2 separate regions of the Gossypium hirsutum genome follow, and region 2 is linked to region 1. A link is a contact called in public Hi-C data. All regions are on one chromosome and are shown on one strand. Each heading gives the region's core, a stretch centred on a gene start, on an enhancer-like site or on the middle of the called end of the contact. The rest is flanking DNA. Distances are from core to core; before and after follow the strand shown. Region 1 holds the start of LOC107903911 (small nuclear ribonucleoprotein Sm D2). Region 2 holds the start of LOC107959661 (RNA demethylase ALKBH10B).

What was found. Hi-C and Micro-C count contacts between places; a contact is called where the count stands out from the background.
Region 2: a Hi-C map of leaf shows a contact between it and region 1, with 2.6 times the contacts expected there. The contact joins the promoter of LOC107959661 here to the promoter of LOC107903911 in region 1. A contact is called at or near these places in 10 of 34 Hi-C or Micro-C datasets (anther, callus, hypocotyl and 2 more).

What each region holds. Positions count from the first base shown.
Region 1 is chrD05:36,317,583-36,322,533 of Gossypium_hirsutum_v2.1, reverse strand. It overlaps LOC107903911 (small nuclear ribonucleoprotein Sm D2), which reads left to right and starts at 2,959. Exons shown (of 6, transcript XM_016830115.2): 1 at 2,959-3,191; 2 at 4,170-4,225; 3 at 4,317-4,335; 4 at 4,437-4,514; 5 at 4,613-4,717; 6 at 4,803-4,951. The coding sequence starts at 4,221. The coding sequence ends at 4,919. It also overlaps the pseudogene LOC121218045 and the pseudogene LOC121218044.
Region 2 is chrD05:36,499,760-36,504,710 of Gossypium_hirsutum_v2.1, reverse strand. LOC107959661 (RNA demethylase ALKBH10B) reads right to left here and starts at 2,818. Exons shown (of 8, transcript XM_016895761.2): 1 at 1,607-2,818; 2 at 632-679; 3 at 388-485; 4 at 156-273. The coding sequence starts at 2,252.

The sequences.
Region 1 (4,951 bases), core at 1,710-4,209:
ATTAATTACTATTTATTTTTTGAAAGATTATATTTACAATTTACAATTTATTTCATCATATATTTGATATTAGGGTGAGGGTAGAAGTTTTATAATTTAAACTCGTAACCACTACGTGACATATATATTACGTTTGTTGTGAAAGAAGAAAAAAAAGTGGGAATTATTTTTAGTGAAAAAGTCGTTACTTTTTCCATGCAAGCAAAGAAAGAGATGATAAAACTTCTTTAAGAATACATGGGATGTTGAGATTTAAGAATTATATATATAAAGACAAAAGATAATAGATATGGAGATGTTCATATTTAAAATTTGTCTCGAAAAAGCTATAAGAAATAATAGAACTTAAGAGTATCTGAATATCTCTACATTTAATATTTGTGTCAAACCTTATTCTCACTTTCATAATTTTTTCCACAACGTAATTTCTATAAATACTGTATTTTTTAATTTAATTTTAATTAATTAAATACCAATAATTAAGGGCTTCTAACTAAATTATCTGAGTAATTAGAATAGTTTTTTTTATGCTATTTTGATTATTTTCTAAAAACTTACAAATATTCGTTAAAAATAAACTTATTTTTATTTTTTAAAATTTTCCACTAAATTATATTCTAAGTTAATTTATTAATTTATGAATATTTTATAAATTAGTTATTCAAGTAAAGCATTTTAAATAATATTTTTCTATATAAATTTTGTTCAATCATCAAAGTCAACAAGGAATGGTAAATTTTAATAAACAAATAAAATTTAGTGGAAAAATCCAATAAATTTTAAAGTTTAGTGGCAAATTTTTTTAACGTAACCGCAAAATTCAATTATATAATAGTTGAATGGTAAATTTACTCACTCTTTCAAAATGTAATAGCAAAAATCAATTAAAATAAAATAGTATGGTCGCAAATTTCACTTTAACAATTTTTTCTAAATATTATGTAGATTATATTGATTAAAAATGTTAAAAACAATATTATACAATATATAAATAATTCAAAATTTTAATAAATCAAAATAATTATTTATAAAATTTTATAAAATTCTAAATATATAAATATAATTTTTAAAATGTCAAAATAATAAATATAAAAATTGAAAATTTTATAAAATGAAAACATATTTAAATTTTAGAACATTGCAAAAAAAAACACTTTAAATTTTCAAAAATATATATTCTAGAAATTTCGTAATAAAATTTAATTTTAAAAAAATATAAATCTAAAAATTCAAAATAATAATTCAAAAAATAGAAAAATAGAAAAAAAAAATTAGCTAAAGAAATATAAAGTCCATAAATTGAAAAGGTTTAATTTAAAACTTGAAACATTAAAAAAATCAAAATGTATAAATTTTAGAATTTTTAATAATTTTTAACAATTACAATAAAATATAATTTTAAAAAATTTTGAAATTTTGAAAAGATTAAAAATTCAAAAGAAATATCGATCAACATCGATTAATAGCCAGTCAACACTAATTAACAACCAGTCAAAGTCAATATTTTTTTAAAAATATTTAACTTTTAATATTCTTTTTCTATTTTTGATTTTTTAATCTAAATTTAAATATATATATTTTTAATTTGTTTGGTAAAAAGTGATAAAGGAGTTCATTTTGGTCATGGTGCTAAGAAATGGAATTCTAGAATGGTGCCATATATATCTGCAAAACGTAAGGGTATTCATATTACAAATTTGACTAGAACTGCTCGTTTTTTATTAGAAGCTTGTGATTTAGTTTTTGATGTAGCAAGTAAGGGAAAACAATTCTTAATTGTTGGTACCAAAAATAAAGCCGCTAATTCGGTGGCAATAAGGGCTCGGTGCCATTAAGTAAATAAAAATGGCTCGGTGGTATGTTAACAAATTGGCCCACTACGAAAATGAGGCTTCATAAGTTCAAGGACTTGAGAACAAAACAAAAGATGGGGGGACTCAATTGTCTTCTGAAAAGAGATGCAACTATGTTGAAGAGACAATTATCTCGCTTGCAAACATATTTGGGCGGGATTAAATATATGATGAGATTGCCTAATATTGTAATCATTGTTGATCAACAAGAAGAATATACGACTCTTCGAGAATTTATCACTTTGGGAATTCCAACAATTTGTTTAATCGATACAAATAGTGATCCTAATCTCGTAGATATTTTGATTCCAACAAATGATGACGCTACAACTTCAATTCGATTAATTCTTAACAAATTAGCAGTTGCAATTTGTGAGGGTTGTTCTAACTATATATGAAATCCTTTATTAATAATAAGATAAATAAATTATTTTTTAGAACTACATATATCTATGGAATCAGTTACTATATCCTAAATAACAAAGGGTATGGAGTTCCCTTACGAACAAGTAAAAAACATTGTTCTTCTACTAGCATAACTTGTAGCATTTTAAGAGGTGGTTCACTGAACACCTTCACTCCTAGTTGGCCGTCGAGAGCTATAGCAGCCATCCTATCAACTATCCGATTGCTTTCTCTGTAGACATGTAAAATCCTAACTTCCCAAGCTCGTTTTATAAGTTTAAAGATAGATCTCAACACTGCATAAATTGGCATTTTTGTTATTCTTTATTGTATAGTAAGCGTACGACTAGTGTATTATCAGTTTCCCATATCACTTTCCTTATCCAAGGTCCCAAGCATGTCGTAATCCCTCATGCACCCCCCATAACTCCACATCAAGAATTGAGCATGAGCCAATATCTGGGGTGAAGTTAGATATTTACTTGCTTTGATTGTCTCACTGAATTTTATCAATTTTTTTTAATTTTAATAAATTTGAATGCCATGTGGCACATTTTAATTGGTATCATGTGTCAATCAATCTTTTTAAAATTTTTATAAAAATTGAACTGAATTGAATAACAAAATAATAAATTTAGTATCAAGATGAGATGAAACAAAAATTAAATACCGAAATGAAAAACCATATATAGTTCAAGGGCGAAAGGGAGCATTAAGCCTAACTAGAAGATCAAAATTTAAAACCAACGAATGTTAATCAACCAAAAAGCCCCAAACCCTAATATGGAGCTAATAGACGGACACTCAAGCCCAATAACATAAAACCCTAATTTGAAGGGATTAGGGTTTTGTTATTTGGTCGTCGGAGTCTATAAAACGGCTTTCTACTTCATTTCTCCTCAAATCAGATCTAATCGGCGGATTGCCTATCAGGTGAAAATCTACTTTAGGCCTATTATTGTTTTTAATTTCTGCATTTCTCTTAATTTTTCATAGTTGTCCTGAGCTAGGCTTTCGACATTTTTTACTTCCAGTCGGAATTTTTTAGGGTTTGCAGTTTGCAATTGACAACGAAAATTGTCTCTGTTGGTGGTTTAAATCTTTTAATTAATTAATTTTTTTGTTGAAGCCTATATGGAGTCCTGAGCTGAAGAGAATTTTTAGTTTTTCGGCTATTTAAATACCATTCTTATATTTTCCCTTTTCTTCCATCGATAGATTCTTTTCATGTTTGCCTCTGAGGATGATTGAAAACATAACTTTCGTTCTTCCGAGAAATTCCATGCGGAAAATTGCTGGAGACCTGAACTGAGGAGGCTTCATTTTTCTCCTGTTATTGTATAAATTAGCTTGTATATATATGTGTGTGCATACGGATCTGTGCGTGTCAACATTTAGTTATTGTCCGTGACATTTTTGGGATTAGGAGTTGAAGGTTTCTGTCACTCTGATGATGTTTTTCGTTCTCCTGATCTAATATATGCTGAAAATTTATGGAGACCTGAACTGAAAGAGTTTCAGAAGATTTTTCACTGTGATGTTGTGTGATTCAGTGGTTTATGTTGTATCTTTGCAAAGCTAGATTCCGTTATTTTTTCACTAACTCTTCATTCTTCTGAAGCATCCATGTCGGACACTTCAGACTCTAAGCAGTTTTTCAGAAATAACACTTCGTTTTTGTTTTGACTGGGCAATTTATAATTAAGCTATAGTAATTTTTTTCCATTTGGGCAATTTTTGTGTGCATGGTTATAAAATTTATTTCTACAATGTTTTGGATGAGTTCACTATTCATTTGGTATGTAAGCATTGAAAATTATTCCTGTTTCACGCGGCAGTACCATTTTCAAGCGAATTGAGAGTTTCTGAGTTTTTTTTTGTTTTCTAATGGTTTTTGCTTGAATTATGCAGATCTTAGTTTTGATTTTAGTAGGAGATAGTGCTGAACTTCCATAGTTGAAAATGAGGTACTAATTTTTTTATACTTTTTCTTCATGTTCTGTTTCATTTCTTGCATGATAGACTAACCCTTCCATTTGTTTGCTTCTTCTTTTGCAGTCGACCAATGGAGGAAGATGTAAGTTATCATAAATGCTATCTTTTTGTTCTTTCATATGTTTTCAGCTAAAATGCACGTGTTTGCTTATATTCATGTCTTGTTTGTTTATTTTCCCACAGACAGTCAAGAACGAGGAAGAGGAATTTAACACTGGGCCACTGTCTGTTCTGATGATGAGTGTGAAAAATAACACCCAGGTAATGTGATCATCTTTTTGATTCCCCAGCAATGGCTCACCTACTTGTTAGTGAGAATGTGGTTATGTAGAAACTGAATTCGATTTTTATTAATGCAGGTTCTCATCAACTGCCGGAACAACAAAAAACTTCTAGGCCGAGTGAGAGCCTTTGATCGTCACTGCAACATGGTTCTTGAAAATGTCAGGGAGATGTGGACTGAGGTTTGTTTCTTTTCATTTTCTTTTGTATGAATTTTCTTTACAGTTAATTGAAAAGGTACTAATTATTTCTTGATTCGGTATATAGGTGCCAAAAACTGGTAAAGGCAAGAAGAAGGCCTTTCCTGTTAACAAAGACAGATTCATCAGTAAGATGTTCCTTAGGGGGGATTCTGTTATAATTGTTCTTAGAAATCCCAAGTAGAGTATCACACTTGGTAGTGTCAGCTTTGAAAC
Region 2 (4,951 bases), core at 1,569-4,068, 180 kb before region 1:
CAGCTTGCCCTAGAATAGATGCATGATAGATAAAACTATAAACAACGACGCTGAAAGCCTATCAATTGTGATAGGATTCAGCTGAAAACAAAGAAAGCAGTGAAACTCTAGGTGCTAAAATGACCCCCAAAAAAAGAACTTTTAAGAGAACTTGCCTTGAAAATGTCCTCTTTTCCCAGCAGCCCTTAAATCATTTATCAAGGAGACAAGGTCAGAAACTTCCTTCTCATCAAACAGTTTCTCATACAATTTTAGCCCATCCACCACATTGACCTTAAAATAAAATTTCGCTCATAAGAAGTACAAAGAATAGGGAGGAAAAGAAGCAAGAATCTATCAGTTCATACAAAATTTCAGAATATCATCATAAAAGTTATAAAGCATTACCATGTTTCCGTCAAACATCTCATTACCAACAAAAGTTTTTGGATGCAATGCCAGAGTCTGGTTTTCATTCTGATTTTGTGCAGGATGTGAATCATGTTCTGAAAGATCATAAATATAAATACATATAAACATAAAAAAAATGGAGAAATTAAATGTTAAAATCTAAAGAATTATTTGAAGAGATCGAACTGAGTTCAATATTTATCGCAAGATTTGAATCAAGGGGCAGCCACTAAATACCTACCCAATCTATTCCAGCTGTTCCTAGCTAAACAGGAAAGAGACGATTTTTCTACAATACATAAGTAAACAATTTGGATAAGTTTCAAGTCTAAGAAAAATAAATCTAGGGAATATTAAAAGCGTAGCTTCCATTTCAGCACCTCCTAAGATGCTAAAAGCTCCGTTACATGCACTTGGCATTGTAGAGCATAGAACGGATGCTAAAACGACAGATTTGGATGCAGAATATAGGTCTGACACAGCATTCGTAATTCAGACTGAGCAACGAAGAAAGCGAGTCAAATCAAATTTCAACTAAAGAAAGTAAACAGCATAGACTGCAATCATAGATTGCTAGGTAATGTCAACGCCTAATAGACACAATTGAATGCATAAACAGACCCAAAAGACTTGTTATAAAAGGAATATAACTTCTTTAACTAGCTTTTCATTTGGTAAAAGAAAAAGATCCAATTACAGGTGTTAATATAAACCAATTCAATCATAAACCCAATTATAATATAAGCGTCGTTACCTTTTAGTGTGTAAAAGATTCAACTAGATTACAAGGCAAATTTAGTTTTATCAAATTACACAAGGCAATTCAACAAATAATCAACCATGAAAAGCTGCGAAAAATATGGTATCATTCACTAACAAATTCAACATTCACAGCAATGCAAGTGAAAGTCACCAATGTCACCACCGAAAAGCCTTAAGTTACAAATTTTAATCATCCCATCAGAACAGATAACCAAACATAACAAACTGAAACAGAAGGTATCGTTCTTCACAAGAATGCAAGTAAAAGTCAACCGATATCAACACTTAAAATCTTTCAGGCAAACAAGCTTCAATCATCCCATCAGAACAAATAATCAAACATAGCAAGCTACATCATAGAATGTATTATTGACTATCCTAATTCAAATGTTCACCACAATGTAAATACACGAAATGAAAGCAATAAACACGAAACACTATGTAACCATATTACCCTCTGTGACAACTGAGCCTTTATCTTCCACCTTCCCTAACTCACCACCTAACTTAAGTTCCTCATATTTCTCACTCCCTCTCTCATTTCTCTCTGAAACAGCGGTAACAGTAGAATTCCCATTAGTATCCAGCACAGAATTCTGTATTTCTTTGGCCACCTCTACCCTATGCCCCTTAAAGCCAAATCCAGACCTTTTAAAATCCTTTCCCCCAACTTTCCCATGATCACAATGCCTTTGCCTACATCTCCAGGCCACCTGTTGAAGAGCATAGGAAACCTCAGCAATCGAAAAGTACTGCTGCATATGAAGCACAGGGTTCCAGTGACATCTCCTTTGCTGAATGCAAGCTATGACGGCTTCATACTCCCCAACTTCCCCGACCTCACGCAAATGATGACAAAGGGAGTCAATCATAGCATTGGCTGCTGCGAATTCACCCCGCAACCAATAGATAAAGCCATCACGCTCATCGGGAAACCAATTCCGATGATGGTGCTGGTTGAACTCTGCACCTCCTCCACCTCCTCCTCCTGCACCGCCAACGGCTCCAGCATCACCACCTCCGGCGCCAGCTACTGCAGCTGAAGGAGCAGGAAACTGCATTTTATCTGATAAAACTGCATTTCCCGATGGCACTGCCATTGAGGAAAAAGAAAAAACGCTCCCAAACCGATAAAAAAAATTAAACTGCTAAAACAACATATATAAATTAAAAATACCCAAAAACAGATCTAATTAGCTTAAATCCCGCAGAATCCAACGTGATCACGTAAAATCACAAACGAATTTTTTTAACTCAACTTAATCCAACTTCAAAATAGATATAATTAGTGAAAAAATATTAAAAACTGGGTCTTTATTTACTTTTTAAAGGTTTAAGCCGATCTAAAGGATTGGTTTAGTTTAGTCAGATCTGGAAAAATGGGAACTTTGCTTTGGTTGTGCGTAGATTGTGAAAAGGCAAGCAATTTAGGGTTTGGGTATCTGGTTTTTGGAAAGAAAAACAAGAAAGGCCTTTGTCACAGTGAAAGAGATCACGGCTTGGCTTATTGATGACGCATAAAGATGCGCTTTTATAGTGGCTAAAATCCAACAGAACTTCCTTCCCTCACCAGGGATCGATTATCGAACCACATACGAATATTCTTCTTCAATTTCTAAGGTGAATTTTGGTGTTTTAATTCAAGTCTGAGAAAAGTTCGATTGTCTTGGGTTAAGAGTTCTATGTTTGGGCTTTTTGCGGAGGTTAACCTCTTAGCATTAAACCTTGGTCGAATTTTAAATTAATTTCGTAATTACATTATCTTTTGTAATAAAATTACAAGAATATAATATTATGAGTAAGATACAAGGTTACCTTGTTTAATCCATTTAATTAGAATATAAGATTTAAGCATTTAATTAATAAAATGTAAAATTATCTGAAAATAAATTTACTATATTGTCATTATAAAATTTTTGTTTTTGTAAGTTCACTACTTTCAACATTTTTTAGTCTTAAGTTAAACTTAATTATGAAATTTTATTTATATAATTTGTCATTTAATTATTGTAGAGGAATTGGTTGCTTTTAATAAGAAAATAGAAATAAAACTAAAAATTTTACCAAAGTAATTGTGATATATACTATATATATAGATATCAGTATTAAAATTGCAATATCCTTTGATAAATACAAATAATTTTTGTTTCTTATTCGCTCGTTCAATCAATATGCAATGATAATTTGGAAAGTGTTTATTTATTAAGGGCTAGTTGGCAATGCTTTTAAAAAGTGCTTTTGAAAAGTGCTGTGAAAAAGTGTTTTTGAAAAGTTTAGTTTAAAATTTGAGTGTTTAGCATTGCTGTCAAAAAGTATTTTTGAAAAATAAAATGTCCATTTTAGACATGTTATTATCAAGTAACAAATATGCATTTAAATAATATTTAAATTAGTTAATATTATTATATTTTAGTAAGAATATAAAAAATTTATTATAACTTGTTGTTAATATTTTAATATATGAAATATAAATTTAAAATATTTTTAAGCAATAAATATTAATTATTTATAAAATTTAATTAGAATATATAAACTATATTTTAAATATTTAAATATAATCATTAAATATCTGTAATTAGTATTTTAAAAAAATATTTTTTTTATTTTTAATTAATGATTTTAACACATTTGTAATTAAGCACCAAGAAAAAAAAGGAAAGTACTATGTTATTGGAGAGGTGAAAAAGTAATTAAGCACCAAAAGTGCTTTTGGGAGAGGAAAAACTAAAATTTTTAGCTTCTCCTTTTCAGAAGTGCTTTTCAAAAGCACTTCTGAAAAGCTAAAAATTTCAGTCAAAAACAGATTGTTTTACACAACTTTTCTTCCAAAAGTGCTTTTGGAGTCAGAAGTATTTTTTTTAAGAATGAAGAACTGGCCCTAAATTTATAATCCAACGGTGCTTATATATATATAGACTAAATCAAATTTTTATTATTTTTGAAAGATGAAATATAATCTTATGTTATTTTAAAATTTAAAAATTATAAAAAGTTAAATTTTAAATTTTTGAAGCTCCTGCCAACCCCTAGCTTATCTACTATACATAGCTACACAATTTGTCAAATGGAATAAATTTATATTTTTCTCAAATTGTAGATGGTTCATGTTGTAGGCCCTTTTTTTAATTAATAAGGTCTAAACAAACAATTTTCACATTCCATGCGGCTAGTATACAATTACACTCAAAGATGTAATGCTACAACTCGATCTGCCAATGGATGGGCCAATCATCACGGGGTCAGTGATTGTTCCGAGCAAAGTGGGTTTCTGCCAATCACTATTGGAGAAGGCCCTGGACAAGCTCGAAGATGATCAGATATCAATGAACTGGTTGAAGAATAATTTCAACGAGCTCTCTAAAGACCTTGAAGATTGAACGGAGGAGGTCATAGCACAATATGCCCGAGCATACATCATGAAGTTAATCGGGGGCATTTTAATGCTCAATAAATCTTAAAATTTGGTGCACATAAGGTGGCTACTACATCTAGTGGACTTCAATGAGTGCGAGAAACTAAGTTAGAGATCTGTAGTATTGTCCACGTTATATTGAGAGATGTGTCGGGCCACACTACCAAGTGCGACATCGACTACCATTTCTATGTCCCAAGGTGATCGACCTATATGTGATTCCGTTGGTGATGAGGTAAACATCATTTATTAACAAATACGTAGTCTGTACAATAATTTTTTTATTATACGTTTCGACTTGCACCCGTCGCAACACATGTATAGGGACCAGGATGCTTCTTGATCGTCCACAGCCTGATTTTCTTCTGGTAAAACGCAATGATTTTT